Linked DNA regions of Arachis hypogaea: regions 1 and 2 are each linked to region 3. Evidence: chromatin contacts called from public Hi-C data. All regions are on one chromosome and are shown on one strand. The core of a region is the stretch at or near the end of the contact, and the rest is flanking DNA. Distances in the headings are between cores, read along the strand shown.

Region 1 (5,041 bases), core at 2,201-4,700, 100 kb before region 3:
TTGTCATTTGTTGGAGTTCTAATCGTTGTCCTCCATTTATTTTTACCTTTCATCTTAATGAATTTCTTTTATCAAGAAATAAAATAAAATAAAATTGTGAGGGATCCGTGGGTGTACTCCATTTTAGCATGTTTTTGTGTTAATTATTTTATAGGGCTCATGATTCTGGTAGCTTAACTTAGGGGGAATTTCATTAATCTCTCTTGAATTATGTGTTGTTACACACAACACACCATGATTTATAAAATTATACATTATCCTTGAGATTTAGGTGATATGTCACTAACTCTACTGTCAGCATGACATTGATCTCCTCTGTAAGGAAGTTAATGTAGCCATGACAATCAAAGGATGAAATGTGTAATGTTACTTAATTACAAAGAAAGTCAATGCAACACAATCTCTTTTGCTCAAGTTTTTAATACTTTTCTTCTTGTTATTATTATTATCATCTAAAGGTTTAATTAATATGGAAGTCCTTATAATTTTACTCAATTTGTGAGTAGGTTCCTATACTTCAAAAGTTTGTAATTAGGTCCTGATACAACAACAACAACAACAATAACAAAGCCTTGTCCCACTAGGTGGGGTCGGCTATATGGATCAAATGTTTATAAAAAAAATTGTAATTAAATCCTTGTTACAAAAATATTAAAAGAATTGGAATATTCTTAGGTATATTCTTATAGGGACATATTGGGTTTAGGGTTTAGGGCTTAGCTTTAGCCTTTTCTGAAATTTGATGGACATCTTTTTTGCAGATTTTTGCACTTCTTCGTAGGCAACATTGGTATGAACCTAGATGCCAAACATATGCAAAAATATTGATGATGCTTGGCAAGTGCAGGAAACCTGAAGAGGCTGGTCAGATCTTTGAGATAATGTTGTCGGAAGGGCTTAGACCTACTGTTGATGTCTACACCGCTCTGGTAGGTGCTTACGGTCTAAGTGGTTCCTTTCATCAGGCATTTCGTACTGTTGAAGATATGAAATCAGTTGTTGACTGTGAACCGGATATATATACATATTCTATTCTTATCAGCAGCTGCACAAAATTTCAACGTTTTGATTTAATTGGTCATGTTCTTTCGGAGATGTCTTATGTAGGCATTGAATGTAACAATGTGACATATAATACCATAATTGATGGGTATGGTAAGGCTGGCATGTTTGAACACATGGAAAACTCACTGGCGGATATGGTTGAAAGTGGCAATTGCCAACCAGATGTTTTCACACTGAACTCTATTATAGGAGCGTACGGAGAAGGTAGGAAAATTGACAAGATGGAGAAATGGTATGATGAATTTCAGCTAATGGGCGTTAAAGCAGACTTAAAGACATTCAATATGATGATAAAGTCCTATGGGAAAGCAGGCATGTATGAGAAGATGCAGTCTGTTATGGATTTTATGAAACGGAGATTTTTCTCTCCTACAATTGTAACATATAATACGGTTATTGATGTGTTTGGAAAAGCTGGAGAAATCGAGAAGATGGATAAACACTTCAATAGGATGAAGCATCTAGGTGTGAAGCCTAACACTGTAACTTATTGCTCTCTTGTCAATGCATATAGCAAAGCTGGGCTTATTGACAAAGTTGACTCAATCATGAGGCATGTAGAAAATTCTGATGTAGTATTGGATACTCCCTTCTTTAATAGTGTTATTAGTGCTTATGGCCAAGCTGGCGACTTGGAAAAGATGGGTGAATTTTTCCGGGCAATGAAGGAAAGAAATTGTGAACCTGATAGCATCACTTTTGCTTGCTTAATGCAGGCTTACAATGCTCACGGCATGACTGAGGCCGCCAAAAAGTTGGAAAACTTGATGGTTACTGACAAACATAGCTTCGGTATGTTTTACTAGTTTATTTATGTAATTTTGATGTTTGGTCCTATTCCTTTTGCAAGGTTGGGTGACAATTTTAGGATTGAGTAGAATATTGATTTTTGAATGAAGGTTTTACTTTTGTTGACCTTGTTCCCATTGAATGAATTGTGTCTAACACTCCCAATATAGATATTTTTCAGGGTTAATAGTCAAATTAGTCCTTGAAAGATAAGACATTCTTCAAATTCATCCCTGAAAATTTTTTTCAATCAAATTGGTCATTCAAAGATTGCGAATTAATCATATTTGTCTTCCCGTCACTCCATTAACAATTTTCTTCCAAGATTGATGTTATAAAACGTTAATTGATAACATATATAATACCTGATATGTCTAATTGGATATAGACCAAATGTTTATGAAAATTTATTAATTTAGTCATTTTCCCTAATTACAAGAATCCTATTCCTAATATGACCTAGCGATTAAATTGATAGATTTTCTTAAACATATTTAGTCAACGTCTAATTGAACATGTTATGTGTCATGTATGCTATCAGTTAACATTTCACATCATCAATTGTTGACGAAAATTGTGAGTGGAGTAACTGAAGGACGGATATGATTAATTCGTAATCTTTGAAGGACCAATTTGATTGAAAAAATCTTTTAGGGACGAATTTGAAGAATGTCTTATCTTTCAGGGATTAATTTGACTATTAACCCATATTTTTCATGCTGATCGAACTTTATTGTTGCACTTCAGTTGGTGATGTTTTATTCTCCATATGCCCTTTTTTTTAAAGGGAGAAACTGATTTACCTGTCACTTTGAAAGCTATTTACTAATTTTCATGTTCAAGATTATATAACATCCTATTTTTAGGTAGCAATTATATCAGAAATTGAATAATAAAATTGACTATAAAATTGTTGATTCATTTGATTACTTCTGTAGATAATACTCTGTTATTATGGCATTCGCATGCAGTATTTAATGATGGTCATTCAAATTTTGATTTTCATGTAGGTCTTAAACATGTAATTGAAATTGTACTGCATGCCCCTTGAAGCATTCTTATTGAAATTTTCGGGTCTGCTTCTGCTACATATTCTTTTCATGTCAGTGCTTATTTACCTTCTGAGGTGTATCAGGATTTCCCTCTTAATTTTCAGTTTGACACTTGGCTGATTTTTTTAAACCATTACAATCACCCAGCTTATCCTTAAATTCTAATTTTATAAATTTTTTTGGGTAGAGTTACAGCTAAAAAGGAAAGGAAAAAGAGCAAAAAACAAGAAACACGGAACAGGGTCAGCACGCCATGGTGGAGGCTTCCCTGTTCAAGATCTCACATAGCTCCAACGGCAGATCCAGCCACTCCTCAGCCCCAGCAAGGTTGTAAGCACCCATCTTGGCTAAAGCGTCTGCCACAGAATTCGATTCTCTTGGGATAATGCTGAACTGAACTTCCCAACTCAGCTGAAGCAAATCTCTAATTTGCACGAGCAGATCAGCATCCTCTGCCAAAGACGCTTCATGAAGGTGGGACGTCACCACGAGAAACGCATCCAAGCAGTCAGTCTCACACACTAGCTGACGGCAGCCACACTCCCTTGCAAGAGAAAGACCCCTCCAAATTGCAAAGAATTCGGTCCTCTGAACAGACCCAGCTGGGTTGCAGCCGGCAGCTTCCTTCACCCACCTGCCGGTGGCATCACGAAGAGCACAATCAAAACCAATGCCAGTCTTATCCGAAGGCACACTTCTGTCACAATTAATTTATGTATTTTATTTCTAATTCATGCCATTTATAGACCCAGAAACCTATAAATGTTAGTTTGAAAACTAATCTCAAACCAACCAGGGGGGAAAAAACATTTTCAAGGCTTACAGGCTTAGATTTTTGGATTGTGGTGAAACGCATGGTAGGTGGGAATGGGTGACCTGAATTATAAAAAGAAAAATAATTGAGGGAAAAATGGGCATAGTGTAAGAAAAATGTCAGGTGTACGTTCTCCAGCCATGTCCCAACCAAGCGACCCTAAAACCATTTTTAGATGCCTACATCGCACACTCCCACACTGTCATTGTTTTTTTAGCGATTAACCCCTTCATTATCGTGGTTCATGTCTCTCTCAGATTACTGATTCACCAAAATTTTGTCATTCTCGTCTCTTTCAATCATTGCCCGCTATCTCTTTCACAGTCGCCATTTTCGTCTGGCAATGATTGCATTCATTCTCGTCCTAATTTCCTTATTGCTGTATTCACATCTCAATTCATGTTCGTTTTGCTTTATTTCAATTGGATTCTCGGTTGAATCAAGCTGTTTGGTTCTATTCAATTGATGAAACGAATCTAAGATCAAATAATTCAAATGAACATCAAATTGTTCAAACTTCTTATATGGCTGGGAAATGTGAAGTGTATTATCCTTTTTGTTCTTATTCTTATCTGATTTAATTTGTCAACAACTATTGTTTATTTATGCTTTGGTAAATTCTATAATATTGTGCAAGGGTTATGTTCTAGAAGAGATGCTGTATGTTCCAGAAGAGATGCTGGGACTTATAAAAAAATTACTTTGATGAAAATTATTTGAAGTGTAACAATTACTTAGACTTACACGTGTCATTTTAAGCAAAGTAACAGCGTTTATATATTTCTATAAAAACTTAGTTTTATCGTTATACCCAATAAATTACAGTAACTAGATTTATATCCCGCTTAATACAAGCTAATGGTATAAAATTTTTGTACACAGTTTTTTAGATAATTAAAATCATAATGGAATTTTGGATTTTATATATTATATAATAATAAATTTTATAGTATAATCAATAATAATGATAATAATAATAATATAATAAAAATTAATTTTGACAGTTTACTATATATATTAAATATTTACTTAAGGAGAATTTTTTGATAAAATATAAAGAAGAGAATAAATTTTTATCCTATTTGATTTTGATAAATAAGTTAGATTTGAACAAAAAGATTAACAAATAAATACAAAAGTAATATATAAGTTAAAAAAAGTTTGACTTATAAAAATTATACTTCACTAAAAATTAGGGGTGAGCATGGGTAGCGGGTATTCAATTATCTATCCGAACTCAAATCGAACCAATTAAATTGGTTTTGGAACCAACGGGTAATCGGGTCCTACCCGAACCAAACCAGTGACTCTTTCTAGTAAA
Region 2 (5,098 bases), core at 726-3,225, 89 kb after region 3:
AATGGCGCTACCGTAAGATTCTATCTGCTGGGTTGAAAAATTTGAGAGAAGAAGTAATCCAACTGAAAACTCTTTTCGTTCTTCCCCTTCTCTACCAGAAGCACGAGGTTCCGACTTTGTCATCAGACTCAAAGTAACATTTTCTTTTTACCTTGGGTTTTCAATATAGTGTTAGTTCTTCATGATATGCAAGTTGTTAGTGTGGTTGAGGTTTTCTCATTTTTCCAAGATGGGGGATGTTGGGTATATGAGTATGAGAAGATGACAAAATCTTATATTTATGTAGTGGTTTCAAGGCACGATTAGATCGCTTTCTTTAGAGAGATATTTGTCCCCACACTTAGTTGCTATAGGGTTGATGACAATACTCTCCCAGGATACAATGAAACCTAAGAATTTCTTAATTAGCAATAGTAAGAAATTCTCAACTCTCTTGAACAAAGAAAATCTCTTAATGGTTGAGTAAATTGTACACTTAGTACTTTTTGAAATAGTGGACAAGGACTTATTTATACATATTGCACGTAGCAATTATGATTAGTTACGTATACAAATGGTTGTGTCTTTTCTATTGCCAATAGATACAATGTTTTGAACATATACAACTCTTAAAGAGTTGTGTCCCTTTAGCCAATAGACACAATATTTTGAACACACACAATCCTTAAAAGGTTGTGTTCTTTCAACCAAATGGTACTAAACGGTTAGTAACCGTTTATTAATATTAATAATATTAATAATAATATCAATAATATTAATAATATTAATTAATCAAATTTGTAAATACCCTTCAATCCCCCACTATTTACAAAATTTAAATGTCATACAAGTATATGCATAAAGAATGTGTCACTAAGATTAAACATTCTTTTAGTGTAAATTTTAAAGTTCTAACGAAGTAATAGGTGTCTAATCGATTAAACCTATACTCCATATGCTAGTACCAAAAATCACACACATTACTTATACCCTCCAAGTACAAGAGTTTACAATTTTAAGCACTTATATGGCCTTGTGCTCATCCTGGTTTCATGAATATTTACGAGAATAAAACCTCTAAAATTCTCGATTAGAGCGGCACCACTCTTATATTCATATAGGTGGAATCTTTTGATAGATAATATTATCATTCCATTAAGAGTTTAAACTCACCCTCCTAATTTATTGTAAATAGCACTAAATCCTATACCTTAGTACTCCAATTGCTAAATAACTTGTTATTACCCATTAAACCTTGAAACTAGTGGTCTACTAGAATAAGGTCGGGTTCCCATCATTTAGCAATAATAGGTTTTAATCCCATTTTAGCAGTAGTTTCTTTGATTTTATCCCTTGACAAACCTTTAGTCAAAGGGTCTGCTAAATTTCCTTGAGATCTTATATAAGTAATGGTAATTACACCATCATCTATTAGTTGCCTCACAAACTCATGTCTCAAACTTATATGTCTAGACTTTCTATTATAAACCTTGTTATATGCTCGAGACATGGTTGATTCACTATCACAGAAGATTGAAATGGCTGTCGTCTAATGTGGCCACAGCTTTATATCATATAACAGATTTCTTAACCATTCCGCTTCTTTACCTGCGACTGATAAAGCTACAAACTCAGCCTCTATAGTAGAATGTGTAATACATGTTTGTTTCTTTGAAGCCCAACTTATTGCTCCACCACCTATGGTGAAAATCCATCCTGAAGTGGATTTGTTATCACTAAGATTTGTAATCCAACTTGCGTCGGAATAACCTTCTAAAACTGCGGGATAATCACTATAATGTAATCCCAAGTTTATGGTTTTCTTGAGATAACCAAGAACTCTTGTTATAGCTTTCCAATGTTGATTGCTAGGCTTTCCTGTAAACCTTGATAATTTGTACACAGCAAATGCTATATCAGGTCTAGAACAATGCATTGCATACATTAAGCTTCCTATAGCGCTAGCATATTCTAATTGTGCTATAGGTCTTCCCATGTTTCCTTCTAATTTAAGATTAGGATCATACGGCGTATTGGATTCTTTAATTGTGAGATGATCAAACTTTTCCAATACCTTTTTGATATAATGAGATTGACTTAAAGTAAAGTCAACTTCATTCTTATGCACCTTTATGCCTAATATTGTATCAACTTTATTCAAATCCTTCATCTTGAATTTAGAAGTTAGATACTCCTTCGTTATATGAATTCCTTCTAAATTTGTTTCGATGATTAACATATCATCAACATATAAACAATGATTACTCCATAATCTTTTAGTAAATTTTGAGTAAATACATTTATCCGCACTATTATATGAGAAGCCATTTGATAACACCACTGAATCAAACTTCTCATGCCATTGTTTAGGCGCTTGTTTTAGCCCATACAAAGACTTAATTAATTTGAAAACTTTCTTTTCATTTTCGGGTAGCACATAGCTTTCCGGTTGCTCCATATATATTTCTTGTGAAATATTAGTATCATTTTGGGGATATTCTAAATTAGAAGTTGAATAATTGATAAATTTATTTTCAATAAATTCTACCTTTTTTGATTCAACAACTACATTAGACACTAAGTCTAATATTTATATGCTTTAGAATTTTGAGCATATCCTATAAAAGTTCCTTTTATGCCTCTTGGCCCCAATTTGGTTCTCTTTTGATAAGGAACTCGATAAAAGGCTAAACACCCCCACACTTTAAGATAATTTAAATTAGGTTTCATTCCTTTCTAAATTTCATAAGGAGAAACCTTTCTATGTCTTGATGGTATCCTATTAATGTCAATAATGCTTCACCCCACAAATTGTAAGGCAATTTTGTATTTAGTAACATTGAATTAACCATATCCACTAAGGTACTATTTTTTCTTTCCGCCAAACCATTTTGTTGCAGAGTATATAGAGCGGAAGATTGATGCACAATACTATGTAATTCACAAAAGTTATCAAATTTATTAAAAATTTATTCTTCACCTTGTAGTGATTCAGGGATCACCACTCGCAGATCACGAAGTCTACTTACAAGGATTTGTAATTCATGAATTTGATCCATAATATTATTCATAATAAATTCAAAATATTTATCATAATAAACTTATCTGTTCCTTGTCGTTTAGTATTGTACTTTTCTTCCAAAGATTTCTAAATCTCCAATGGTGATTGAATTAACATATGACCTCGATATGCAATAGTATCTTTATCACGTTTCTTCTTCAATTGAAAAATCTTTTCTTCCTCTTCTAGTGTGGAATTTCCAGCAGCATTGACAATTGGTGTAGTCTTTGAGTTAATCACATGTGCAAGATTGAGAAATAAAAGAAGAAACATTATTTTGTCCTTCCAACTATTGAAGTTTGTTCCTTTAAAGCGATCTAATTTGACAAACTCTTGATTCATGACCTTGAACGTAGTGTTTTGATCTTGTGCCATCTTCAAATAATATCTCTCTAAAATTGTTGGGTATATGAGTATGAGAAGATGACAAAATCTTATATTTATGTAGTGGTTTCAAGGCACGATTAGATCGCTTTCTTTAGAGAGATATTTGTCCCCACACTTAGTTGCTATAGGGTTGATGACAATACTCTCCCAGGATACAATGAAACCTAAGAATTTCTTAATTAGCAATAGTAAGAAATTCTCAACTCTCTTGAACAAAGAAAATCTCTTAATGTTTGAGTAAATTGTACACTTAGTACTTTTTGAAATAGTGGACAAGGACTTATTTATACATATTGCACGTAGCAATTATGATTAGTTACGTATACAAATGGTTGTGTCTTTTCTATTGCCAATAGATACAATGTTTTGAACATATATAACTCTTAAAGAGTTGTGTCCCTTTAGCCAATAGACACAATGTTTTGAACACACACAATCCTTAAATGGTTGTGTTCTTTCAACCAAATGGTACTAAACGGTTAGTAACCGTTTATTAATATTAATAATATTAATAATAATATCAATAATATTAATTAATCAAATTTGTAAATACCCTTCAGGGGATGTTTCTCAGGATGCTTTCAACAACTTCAAATCTCTCATGGATCAAGGTCTCACCTTTTTCATCTCTCTCTTAATCCTTGCTCTTTTTTTCCATCTGGGTCTCACCTTTTTCCCCCTTTTTTTTATGCTCATGTTAAAAAATTGCTTCTTTTCTCTTTTTGTAATTATGCTTAGTTGAGGAGCCATTGCAGAAAACCTTTTAGGTAATCCATTTTTTTTTATCTTTTTTTATCTATTGTTTCTAGATACTTATTTTGATCTAATTTTAACATTTTGAATTATTCATTATGTACTATGTGGCTGTGTAAATTAATCTCTATTAGTTTCTTTCCGATGGATTGTGTCTAGTATGGCCATTAGAATCATGATGGTTAAAGTAATTTTGAATGTTTCATTCATGTTGTTAACTAATTAGTGCTGCTATTCTCATGCATGCTTTTTAGTGAGATTTATAATTTGTATTGATTTAGTAGGAAAGGGATTCAATCAATGCTTGAAGGATTATTTTTTAACAAATGGCTATGAATTTTTACTTGGTTATTATTCTCGATGATGTTTCATTTTTAGAAACCAATAGTCCCGCCTGATTTATACAGATCAATTCGTGAGTCACAACTAATATTATTGTCATGTTACTCAAGAGAGATGTTCATTCTGAAACAATCTTTTTTTGTTGGTATCCCATGTCATCTCGGTCACTTCTGAATGTATTTTCTTGTCAACATGTGCAAGTTATGCTATATATAATTGTCTTATCTCTGTTTCTTTTTTTCCCTCTCTCTTTTTTTGTGATCAATTCCAGGATTTTTCTGTCTTTGCAATTGATGTTGGGCTTAGCACATTTGACAAAGTATCTTGTAAGTTAAATTTATTAGAGAAAGGAAGACAAACATTGGTCTGTTAGGGGGCACTATTTGACTTCTAACTGTGTATCCTGATCTTGTATGATCCGCAGGTTCGTTATTATGTTCAATCTCACATTCAGATCAATGAATATTGTGATCGTGTGGTCTTGATGAGTATTATTCTTTGGATTCTTCTAAGATTAATTTGGTAGTTTAGCTTCTGCCATTTCATTCTGAATTTTTAACCATATTTGTCTGTAGC
Region 3 (5,128 bases), core at 489-2,988:
TATTATCCCTAGTAACCAAATGGTTATTCTGAATATTATGGGTGATGTTCATTTTGTAACTCATATAACCGATTGTATATATTGTACAAATAAACCATTGCCTCCTAGCAGGACTCTAATTTCACTATGTCTATACCTTTTATAATAATACTTATTTGATAATTGATATTATTAGTATTTTCTTAATTAAATATGTATTTTTTATTTTGTTAAATAAAAAATATTTTTTTGTGCTGTCCAATAAAAAATAATTTAAATACACAATTAATTAATAAAAATTATATTTTTATACAAGTATCGTGAGTGTTTAGTATATGAACAATGTTTTCAATCAAAATTATGAATAAACTAGTTTTTAATATCAAGTTACCAACTCAACCACTTAACACACGGGACAAAGAGTAACAAAGTCACAATCACAAAGCAGATTTTTTACAACGATATAGAAGAGTTTTACGAGTTTCACAAAAATATTTGTTAAAATTTAAATAAAAACGGTAAAGTATTTTTTTTAAGATAAGAAGGATATTTGAAAAAATAACATTTAAATTTTCAGAATAAAATTTAGTAAAATTTTAAAATATTGAATAGCATTTTAACAGAACACTAAAAATAATTAAAAAAATAAAATATTTTTTATGCATTATAAGTTTTCTTTTTACTTTAGTACAAGTGTGACCAAATAAGGAAAACTAAAAACAAGTAATTAATTAAATAAAAGAATTAGATATTCAAAGATTTAATAATTCAATTAAAATTCATTTGAATTGAATCAGATTTAATAAAATAATATTTTATGTATAAAATATATATTTAAAAATATTTTTTATTATTTTAAATTGATTAACTATTAAAAATTGAATAGATTCGACTTATTTATTAATTTTTGTCCAATTATTTAATTTTCAACCAATTCAGTTGTCGGAACAATGCTTATAACAAACATTTAATTTGTTAAGAAAAGTCTCAATTAAAATATGGATTAAGTGCAAGTGGAGGAGGGGACCATATACCACTACTTGTCCATTTCTAATTCAATTATCTGTCTACGGATTCTTGGGGAATCCGAGTGGCTTATCAACTTGCTTGTCCTCTAAAACAGATTAGAATAGTAAACTGAAATTGAATTTCGATCACTAACCTTTGCTCTTATTAGTCCGTCCGTTTGAAATTCCCAGTCAATAATATAGTCATAGTTTGCCACGGCTGCTGCCATTCGAACCACCAGGTTCACTTTCGGCCTCACCTCTGTAACCTAACATTTTTATTTGTATTTTTTCAGGGAAAAATTAACAGCGTAAAAATGTGTAAACATCAAATTAGTAATGCAAACAAAACAACATTGATCAGGAAATATTGCTTTATAAAAATATTACAAACATAAGTAAAAATCAATTATCAAATTAATTATCATATATTTAAATATAAATATATAAATAATTTAATTCATATTTAATATTTATTTTGAATTTGGAAGTATATTCTATATTAATAGCCGAGTACCTTTAAGTCAGTAATGGGGCACTCAGAATGGCGCCAGGCAATATCGCCAGCGTAGGACTCAAAGACGCAGATCATGTTGGGTTGAAGGTAGGGAGTTCCATCAGCGGCAGCAAAGACGCCATCCATGTAGTATGCATTTCTTGGGCAGTCGTTGAGTGGGTCCAGAGGCATTGCCTGCAGCCCAAACCCGTACTCTCCTGCGTCCATGTATGTCTTGAAGTACCACGCCTCTGTGGGGTCCATGTATGGCACGAATAACTCTGATGTGAACCCTTTGTACATCACGCTCCTTAACTCTGATGTTTCTGGATCCCTCACCTTTCATTCATCAACAAACATATAACTAAAATATCTTCACCAATGCACACAGAAATGAAATACTCAGCTATATTCATTCATGTCTACTATACACCGTGAGTCTTTGGTGCCTATATTTACCGTGATTATAATGGCTAAATAACATTACAACTAAGTATCTTTAAAAATTATTTATCATTTAATTTAAAAAAAAAATTTAAAATAAATAATTTTTTATAAAAATAAATAATTAAATTAATTAAATAATATTATTTAAATCAAAAAGTTAATTAAAGACTAAAAATTTAAAGAACAAATATCATTTTTCATAATTTTAACACTTAAAAAATATTATTAAATTAAAGTTAAATTTTTGCTATTTTAATAATATTTTTTATTTTTATCTTTAAATTAAAAAATATTATTAAATACTAAAAAAAAAGACGTTAACCACAAACAACAATAAAAAGTGTTGTTAAACTTAAATAGCTAAGGTATACTATGGTTATAGAATCTATGGAACTTTAGTAACACTTAAAAAATTATTGTTAAAATTAAAATAATATTTTTTAATTTAAAATAAAATTAAATAATATCAATAAACAATTATATTAAATATATATTAAAATTAATTATTAAAATATAAAATATATAATAAAAATAAATTAAATAATATATATTCATATACAAATATATAATAATTAATTTTAGTGAATATCTAATATTTTTTGTTAGCAAAATATAAAAGAGTATAACTTTAATTTTATATAAACTTATATGATTGCCATAGTAACCAGGCAGGCACCATATATATCTATAGAGAGTAAAGACTAGTCCATGCTCACCTTGACCTGCGAGATTATGATTCCAGATCTGGCATCTGCCTTAAGATGAAATTCCCAGTTTGCCCATTTAACTAAGTGGCCGTCTTCCACTGTGAAGCTTGGTCCTTTGGGCTGCTCCAGTGAGATCGGATTGAAGAGACGGAAGTCACCGTTAAGCTTCTGAACGGAATAACGGTAATCAGTGTTGATTCCGTTAGCAATAGGGATGTCTCTGCCGTTGTCCGAAATGCTCACAACTTCTTTCTTATCCATGTCAACCAGCACAGTAAGCCCCTCAATCGGTTTCATGTAGAAGTTCACAGTGTCCTTCTTCGAATAACACTGCACTTTAATCAGCCTTCTGTTCTCCTCTACGGGCAAGTCATACCAACCCGAAGAGATAGGGAGACATGCAAGATCCCCCATGTTTACACCACGTTGGGAGATGGTGCGGTTGAACTCGATGCTCTTCAACGGAACATCGAGTACCCCCACCATCTCCTCCATGGCCATTGTTGGGTACCCTGAAACTACAGAGCTTTTTTCGTGAAAGGATACTTCATCAGTGTTGAGATCTACGGTTAGAACATGAGATTTTCCTTTCACCATTGCAGTGACCGAGGCCTTCCTCGCCGGAAGTGGATCTCCTCGCTTCCATTTGATCACGAGCTCTTTGTCTGGCTCTTCGAGGGAAACGGTGTTGAGAGTGTATTTGGATACCGACTCAAAGAGAGGGTGTGCGGCGAGAATGGCGTGGACCTTGTTGAATTCTTGGACGGTTAGTGGGTCTAGGGGATGGTGAGGAACATCAGAGTCGTGTTGTTGGTGTTGTGTGGTTGATGATGATTGTTGTGGTTTTTTTATTAAATTGTTGGGTTTTGTGGAAGATTGGATGCGATTCTTGGAAGAGCACCATGCAGAGGAGAGGGTGCAGTCTAGGAACACCTTGTTGGGGGATGATGGAAGATGAACCCAGGTGACTACTAAAACGAGTGTTACACAGATTGAGAGAACAAGGAACTGCAACGATTTTCTGGATTCCATGGATATGGTGTATGTGAATCAGTGAATATGCGATAGGTTTAGTTTCTGCTTATCTGTTTCAACCTGCAGTGAGTGAGTGATAAATAGTTAAGAATCCCACGAGGGGGACGCAACTAAGAATCTTGACCATGAATTGGTTATTTAATCTAATAAAAAAAATAAAAATTACTTCATAGATTACTTAAATTTAAACACTCTCATTCAGTTATTTTATTTAGATCAAATTTTAAATTTTTAAAAAATTCAATTAATTATTAAAAAATTAATATTCTATTTTTTTGGCACAAAAATTAATTAGACTCATAAAAATAAAAATTAAGAACCGAAAAAAATATTTTTTTGTTAAAAATACTACAATTGTCAAAAGTGAATCACTCTTTGTTTATTTAACAAATTCAATTAGAAGACGAAGTGATATTTATTTCACAAAATACTATATCTAAACTGATTTGAATTTCGCATTGGTCTAATGACTCAGAGCTTCACGTGAAGTTTCTCTTGGATCCAGTTGAATTTTAAAATTTTTCTTTTAAATAATATCACTAGATGTACTTTTCGTCTTATAATACGGATTTATATTTGATTTCACTTAAAAAAATTTAAAAATACCTGATTTCACTTTAAAAAATTTTTAAAAATCTGCCCAAGTGACTATTGACTTTTAGACATGGGGACAAGAAATATGTCAATATTAATTAATCCTACCAAAGAAGTACTTATCTTTCTATCTACAAAATCTTATATAAGATAAAGTTCTTGGTCCTGAATCACTTGGAATATGTATTTTATGTTTGGGTCATTAATTAAAGTAATCTAGTTTAACATATATTATTATATTGTGTTAGGAATTAGTTTTATATCGTCTGAATCATTAAGGGTTTTTCTCTTTTATTTGTATAAATATATGTATATACTCCTTTTATTGATAAAATTAAAGTTGATTTGAATATGAAATAAGTTCTCTACTTATTTTTTTAAAACTTTTTGAGAGTAAGGTGTATCTTTGTCTTGGCCAACTAAAGTAAATTTATGGCTATTTTCACTATAGTAGAGTTATTAACCTCACCAAAGTCGGTGCTCGACTTGTTCCAGTAAAATTTTATTTGGTTCGTGGGTACGGTCTTTAGTGCGACTCTCTCGCTATTGGTACGAGTCATCGTTAGTATGAATTGTCTGCTGCGAAGTTCCGAGTAATATCGTTCTTTTCTCTTTTTTTGGTGTCTTTTCTGTTGGTGATTATCGTTCATTCCCATCATCATCATTAGTGCATTCCCATCATCAACATCATCATAACATCAACACCAAGCATCAACCTCATTGCATAGTAGTAAAAGATGGTTTCAAAGCGTAGAACTACTCAAGAGATTGAAATGGAGAAGTTACACCGTCAAGTTAAGGAGTTGCAAGAGCAACTTGCAAAATATGAAGTTGCTCAAAATAATCATGGCAAGCAAAGTGAT

Evidence for each region. Hi-C and Micro-C count contacts between places; a contact is called where the count stands out from the background.
Region 1: a Hi-C map of leaf shows a contact between it and region 3, with 1.8 times the contacts expected there. The contact joins two enhancer-like sites. A contact is called at or near these places in 4 of 8 Hi-C or Micro-C datasets (leaf and an unstated tissue).
Region 2: a contact with region 3 is called in a Hi-C map of an unstated tissue, with 4 times the contacts expected there. The contact joins the promoter of LOC140181432 here to the enhancer-like site in region 3.

Annotation. Positions count from the first base shown.
Region 1 is chr18:115,960,265-115,965,305 of arahy.Tifrunner.gnm2.J5K5, reverse strand. LOC112770944 reads left to right here. Exons shown (of 7, transcript XR_011875816.1): 5 at 762-1,857; 6 at 2,865-2,980; 7 at 3,094-4,283. Among protein-coding and RNA genes, the nearest start is that of LOC112773009, 6.3 kb to the right of the region's middle. Within about 2 kb of position 3,450, at least 1 of the 3 cell types and tissues checked has open chromatin away from gene starts, as enhancers often do.
Region 2 is chr18:115,765,813-115,770,910 of arahy.Tifrunner.gnm2.J5K5, reverse strand. It overlaps LOC140181432 (secreted RxLR effector protein 161-like), which reads right to left and starts at 1,975. Exons shown (of 1, transcript XM_072224997.1): 1 at 1,529-1,975. The coding sequence starts at 1,975. The coding sequence ends at 1,529.
Region 3 is chr18:115,854,676-115,859,803 of arahy.Tifrunner.gnm2.J5K5, reverse strand. LOC112772978 (amine oxidase [copper-containing] gamma 2) reads right to left here. Exons shown (of 6, transcript XM_025818012.2): 2 at 2,646-3,731; 3 at 1,504-1,821; 4 at 1,142-1,255. The coding sequence starts at 3,668. Among protein-coding and RNA genes, the nearest start is that of LOC112772978, 5.1 kb to the right of the region's middle. Within about 2 kb of position 1,738, at least 2 of the 3 cell types and tissues checked have open chromatin away from gene starts, as enhancers often do.